Regions from separate parts of the Macaca mulatta genome. Here region 1 is linked to region 2. The links are chromatin contacts, called in public Hi-C maps. All regions are on one chromosome and are shown on one strand. Each heading gives the region's core, a stretch centred on a gene start, on an enhancer-like site or on the middle of the called end of the contact. The rest is flanking DNA. Distances are from core to core; before and after follow the strand shown. Region 1 holds the start of NXPH2 (neurexophilin 2). Region 2 holds the start of SPOPL (speckle type BTB/POZ protein like).

What was found. A called contact is a pair of places that touch in the nucleus more often than the background predicts.
Region 1: a contact with region 2 is called in a Hi-C map of fetal cortical plate, with 2.1 times the contacts expected there. The contact joins the promoter of NXPH2 here to the promoter of SPOPL in region 2. A contact is called at or near these places in 2 of 14 Hi-C or Micro-C datasets (fetal cortex germinal zone and fetal cortical plate).

What each region holds. Positions count from the first base shown.
Region 1 is chr12:43,629,607-43,632,675 of T2T-MMU8v2.0, forward strand. NXPH2 (neurexophilin 2) reads right to left here and starts at 1,770. Exons shown (of 2, transcript XM_001091365.5): 1 at 1,064-1,770. The coding sequence starts at 1,114.
Region 2 is chr12:43,355,030-43,358,391 of T2T-MMU8v2.0, forward strand. It overlaps SPOPL (speckle type BTB/POZ protein like), which reads left to right and starts at 1,490. Exons shown (of 11, transcript NM_001266382.1): 1 at 1,490-1,535. LOC144333303 (a long non-coding RNA gene) reads right to left here and starts at 1,130. Exons shown (of 5, transcript XR_013401856.1): 1 at 754-1,130; 2 at 184-302.

The DNA.
Region 1 (3,069 bases), core at 520-3,019, 270 kb after region 2:
AGAAAGAGAACAGATTGACATCTTCTAAGTGCTTGGGCAAAGTCTTAAGTATGAGGACCAAGAAACTATGGCATCAGGAGAAAGCCCTCTTACTAGCACCGTATCAAGGCAAGTGCTAAGTGACCAGAAGAAATCCATCACAGAGGCTGATCCAGCCAAAACACTCCGCTTCTGTAATTTTACTTTAAAAGTTTCTTCTTGAAGGTCTTACTTTGGTTTTCCCTTAACTGTAATTAGCCATGCATATAGAATACAGGCATATATCAGGAGGAGGAGAGGGTGGCGCCTCGCGGGAAGAGAGAAGAGAGTGACAACGCGAACCCCAAACCACATTTTAACATCTTTCTTATTCCTCAGCGCCCCCGAGTCACCCAGACCAGGCGGGAGATGTCTCCCTGAAAAGACAGCTTCGAGATGCCCGAGAGGGGGCTCCTGCGCGGAGCTGGGCGTGCAAGTTACATCCCGTGTCCCCAACTGGCAGAAAACCCCATCCCAGTCCCCAGCGCCAGACGGAAAACGAAGAGAAATCCAAGCTGTCCCCCAAATCCATATTTTGCCTAAGTTTTCCCCCAGCAAGCCGCCACTAGCTGGCTCTGAGAACGAGGATGCATGCACTATGCTGTGCTTTGGAAGAATTGTCTGTGTGCATCTGGGCAAAACACCACGTGAAAAATAAACACCACCAAGCCTCTCGAACTGTGAACTGGAGGAAGGTCTTTCTGCCCCTTCTCATCCTATCTACCTCCCATCCTCTCCTTGACCGCTTACCAATAAACCTCTTCCTTTTCCCGGCCCTACTTCCCGGCCACCTTCTGCTTACTTTACCCCAGCGCTCGAGTTCCAACCCGTGCTAAGCCCCTCAGTCGCCTCTAGATCCCCTCTATTCCATTCTTCAATTCTTTCCTTTCGACCTCTAAGGCAACCCAAAACTCCTTGCCCTCCTCGCGTCCCCAACCCCACGTCCCAAGCAGGCCCAGGCTGGGCTCCAAGTCAGCCGCCTGCGCGGTTTTCCCGCCGAAACGCGTCCCCGGCGCATGGGGCTGCGCGCGGGCCGGGCACTCACCAGCTGCAGCAAGCCGGGGACCACCACGAGAGGCAGTGGCCGCAGGCGCATGGTGCCGGCTGGCGCGGCTTCTCACGAGCTGCGCGCCCTCGCCTGCCTCTCGCGCATCTCCACTTCGCGGGGCAGGACTGAGGACGCCAGGGACACAGCGCGGCGCTTCCCTCCCGGAATCCGAGTGCTGCGCGGTGCAGCGCAGCTCGGGCCGGGTGGGCGGGCGGGGAAGGGGGAGGGTGGGCGGACCGGAGGTGTCTCTCCGGGCCCCCGCGCGCCCCTCCTTGGAGGGGGCCTGCACAGAGCGTGCGAGGCCGCTGGAGCTCTGGCACGCGGCAGGGGGCTCCAGTCGCGCCTTGGACTCTCTGGCTTGGCCGGACTCGGGGTGAGCGCTGGGGGCGCCTGCGGGAGGGAGGTGACGGCTCGGGCGCTTGGGTGATAGGTTCAGCGCGAGGCTGCTCTCTAGATCCGATCCCGCCGGGCAGATGCCTGGCAGAGCTGAGCACGCCTGGCCAGCCGGCGCCCCCGAGCCCGCAGAGGCCGGGTGCCTCCTTCCACCCCCGCCCAGCAGAAGGCCGGTCCGAGAGGCTCCACTGTGCCAAGCGCCCTGTCCACGGACTGGATCTCGCTTTGGCTGGGGAGGCTGGGGATGGGGGAAAGGAAAGGTTCTTCCTGGGTGGCTGCAAGAAGGAGTGCGCCCGCCGGGAGAGCGCCCAGAGAGTTTAGGAGGGGAAGGCGATTGCAGAGTCCTGGGGCGGGGCGTGGGGACTGCGAACGGGAAAGGCTGGGGCGGGGAGGTGGGACTGGAGCCCAGGACGCCCTGGGAGAGTGCCCTACTCCACCGCAGCGCCAAGCTCTCAGAGCCGCGGGTAAGGGGTGCAAAGTGTGCCTGGTGCGGCTGGAAGGATTTCTGGGGTTGGGAAGTAATGGGGACCTCGAGGGACCAGGAGCAGAACTGTGAGAAACGGAGCTAGGTGAAGTCCGCTTTACTCAGGTTTGGGGATGGTATAGACAGCTGGGTGTCCTGAAGACAGACGGAGTTGCTCCCAGACCTTCTGCCCCGGCTTTGGAGAAGCCGAATAAAGACGGGATACCCCACCGCGGCTTCCGACTTCAGAAATATTGGAGAGGGGTATCTCTGAGGCCGGGCGAAGCTGCAAACCTGGTGCCTGTGAGCCTCGACCTCTGTGTTAACAACTCTCCATTGGAGAGGTCCTTAACCTTTTACTATCTTTGTTCTGGACACTCGAGAGGAAAAATCAAAGGCAATTGGGCTGACAAACCTGCATTTTTTTACGGTAGATCAGAGTTTAGGCGTCATTCGTCACCCCTTTATTGAGCGAATAGGAAACCTAAGGTCGAGAGAAATACGTTCACTTCTCCAGGGATGAGACTTTAGGCAGTTACTCCAACAGAATACGCAAGGCGAGACTGCTTCTTACATCTAGAAACGCAAAGCTCTTAGAGAAGAAAAAACCGTGTTGAAGCAAGGGAGTAAAACTGCAATTGATTTCTAGGCTTTAAAAAATAAAACACAACAAAAAGCACAGATTGGGTTGTAATTTTTGGACCAAAAAAAAAAAAAAAAAAAAGGGTCCTTCTTCTCTGCTTACCACCCCCACCTCAAAATAGAAATGAAGGAGGGTTGTTAAATCTTAGTGGTTGAAGCAGAGCAGCCTTGGTTTCAAAGGCAGGAGAATTGCTTTGACTAGGGCAAAGTCCTACTATTCCTTTCACTGAGTGTGCCAAGATTGCGCAGATGGGGAGGGAGGTTATTCCAGAGTGTTCTGGGATCCCAGTGTGAATTTGAGAGTGTGTTGTCCTTGAGCCTGCAGGTAGGGTATCTTTCCAGTACAACTCCATTTCCTGTAGGGAGGGAGAGTGGCAAGCAAGGGGCTGCATCCTCCCTAAACCCATGATAAGCCTGACTGGGGGTTCCATGGCAAAGGATGCACTACCTGCATCTCATTTCTGTTTGATCTGACTCTCCTTTTGCCTTGCAACAGGCTCAAAAA
Region 2 (3,362 bases), core at 240-2,739:
AGCCAGGTAAGCAATGAGAAGTTGATTTATGGCCGGGTGTGGTGGTTCACGCCTGTAAATCCCAGCACTTTGGGAGACAAAGGTGGGAGGATCCCTTTAGCTCAGGAGTTCGAGATCTGCTTGGGCCACATAGCAAGACCTCATCTCTACAAAAAATTAAGATTACCTGGGCATGGCACACACCTGTAGTCCCACCTACTTGGGAGGCTGAGTTGGGAGGATCACTTGGGTCTAGGAGGTCGAGGCTGCAGTGAGCTGTGATGGCACCACTGCACTCCAGCCTGGGTGACAGAGAGCCCTGTCTAAAAAAAAAAATAAACAAAAAAAATAAAAAATAAAATTGCCGACATATGCAGTTAAAGTAGAGTTGGGATCCTTGAATGATGTCCATGCCTGTTCAGGCAAAGCCCGAGTTGCTGGTCCCCCAAACTTCTTTAAAGAAGTTTACTCCTGGTAGCTTGATTAAGTATCTTTGTCCCATGACCGTGGGGAATAAAGAGTTCAGTTGTAACCCCCTTTTTAAACTAAATGGCCGCAGAGACAAGGCAGTCCCATCCTCTCTTCACACATTTGTGCAAGTGCAGCTTTATTTCCCACCGTGCAGCCCCAGGAGGCCGCCTGCTCTTCTGCACTCACTTCCTAGGCATCCCTGGCCGCCCCTCGCCCCTCCGCAGGCTCTCCTTCTGGCCTGAGACTTCCAGCTAAGACTCATCCCCTCCACCCGAAAACTGCTCCATGGGGCACTACATCTACCTGGAAAGTTCTCGATTTCCAACTGGAGCCTGTATATTGCTGGTTGTGTCTCAGCAGTTCTTACAGATCTGGGCTCACAACGGGAGTTTAGCAACAGTTCTACCCTGGCTTCCTGGACCCAAGAAAATCCTGTGTGCACATACGGCCGCCGCCTTTGGCGTCTCCCGCGGATTAGACCAGTTAGGAGGTCTCAGTAGGCTTTAAGCAGGACAAGTTTTACACTTGGCCAAATAAGGGTCAAGCTAAGCAAGGCGCCTCCGCACGCCTAGCCAGAGCGGTGCGGGCTGCGGATCCTGCCCAGCCGGGAGCCCAGTGCCAGGCGGCGGCGGCCTCCCAAGCGCGGCGGCAGATCCGGGCCCGCCCGGAAGTGCCCGGCGCTGGAGGAGGGAGCAAGAGCCCGCAGGAGCCCGCGAGCCGCCGCCGCCGCGCGCACGCGCCCTCGCGGGCTGGGGGCCGGGGCAGGAGTCGTAACTCGGAAGCCGGAGCCCAGACGGACCCGCGGCGGGGGGGTGGGGGCTGCGCGGGGGCGGGAGCGGCGGAGGTGGCCGCCCCTGGCGGCGGGTTTGTTTATCCCGGGGAAGAAGTTTAGGAGCGGGAGATAGGGAAGGAGGGCGGGTCGGGAAGGAGGGATGCCGTTCGGCGGAGGCGGCCGCCACAGGGACTTGCCGCCATCACCCCTGCCGCTGCCACCGCAGCCTCGGGCTCCCAGGGCCGACGCGGCCGCTGCCTCTGCAGGAGAGGAGTCTCCGCCGGGACTGACCGCTGCCGCCCCGCACGTCCAGGTAGGCGCCCCTCCCCCTCCCCCTGGTCCCGCGGCAGCCCCGGGCGCTTGCTCCCCTCCCCCGGCTCGCCGAAGACCGGCGGCCTCCGGCTCGTGCCTCACTGCGCCCTCTTCCCTCTGGGTCCCGGACCCCCGCTCGGGCGGCGAGCTCCGGCCTGCTCTGGGGTCTACCTCCCAAGCCGCCGGACCGCCCTTCCCTCGCGCGGCGGCGCAGCTTTCCCCGGGGATGCCCCCAAACCCTCTTTGATTTCCCAGCCTCCGCCTTCCAGGATCCCCTTTCGTTTTACACCCGGGCCTCGCCCCTTCTTTTCTTCTGGTCTCCCTCCTCGTCTATACCTGTATACCTCCACGCCTGCCCCTTTTTACCTGAGTGCTGCCCAAAGCCAGAAACTGCCTCCTCTCCCACCGCGCAGCGTCCACTTTCATACCTCCTCATCCCAAATACAGACACTTGAAACTCTCATCCCTGGTAGCCCATTTTAGGCAGAGTTCTCAGCTCCGCACACCGCTCAGTACCTCCACTCCCATGGTCATGCCTTTAACCTCGCCACCTGCTTTCTAATACATTTTTGCTCACTTATACCAGAGTACATCAAGCTAACCGAGCGGTTCGGGGTCCAAGTCTTGAGAAAGCCCACTTTTATTCCTGCTGCTCTCCTTTTTCCTAATTCTTTTTGAGTCGATGTATTTGTATACTGATTCAACGTAAAAGAAAAGGGATGGTAGCATTTTCTCTCTCAAAGCAGTCACAGAACCCAGTAGAAATAATATTCACCGTCTGCTTATCCTAACTTTCGCTTCTCTTTCCTGACTGAACTCTGTCATTCAGTGATTCTTCCCAGGCTTCTGATGCTTTGTCTATATTTGAATAATCTTGGGCCTAGTTTGACCCGTTGTAGTACTCACTTTCCTACTTGCAATTGAATTCACTGTTTCTTGGACTGGAAACTGACGAGGTAAAAGGTTCATACCTTGAAAAATTACTTCTCTCCTGCCACAATGGGATTGGTGGAATATTTCAAATTATCATTTCATCATTCTTGTGAGAAATGTTGCCTAGTGGTTAAGAACTCTTCTCTAGAGCTCAAACTAGTATAGTTACCAGGGTGTAAATCCTTGTTCTGCCATCTACCAGCTTTGGCTTTGGAGAAGTTATTTAATATTTCTTGGCCTCAGTTTTCTTACAGCTGTAAAATGGGGTTATGTATTACCTCATAGAATGGTGCTAATAATTGCACAAGTAAATACAAGTAGAGTACTTAAAACAGTACCTGGCACAGGGCAAATATCTGATAAATGTTATCTTTATCATCACTCCTTGGTTTTACTTGATCCGACTTGTGGGTAGGTTAATTCCAAGACAGGAAAGTGGGAATGGAAAGCTACTGTCTTTTTTTTTTTTTTTTTTTTTTTTGACATTTAACATCCTTTTTTTGACATAGATAGCATTTATAATTTGTTATTGTATAAATTAATTCCTTCTGATTTGAAAACTACAGGGTTGTAGCCCACCAGTTGCAAGTCAACTGACTGCCAAGCTGCAGATAGGTCAGTCTTTATTTCAGATGTCTATTTGGAACTTCTACAATTTTACCTTTGTTTTGAGAATAAACAAAGTGAAAGTACTGTGTATAATAGATTCATCTACTGGAAACTGAGATTTTACAGATGAAAATGTTAGTACTGTAAGTTAAATACTCAAAACTGGTGGTATTCTTCGTACTCATCTGACCTTTATCTTCAATCACTACTCAAGATAGAGCTTTGGCTTGGCTTCATTCAGAAGACTGGTGGCCGTTTTCTCTTCATGTGTTACATTCATTCATAT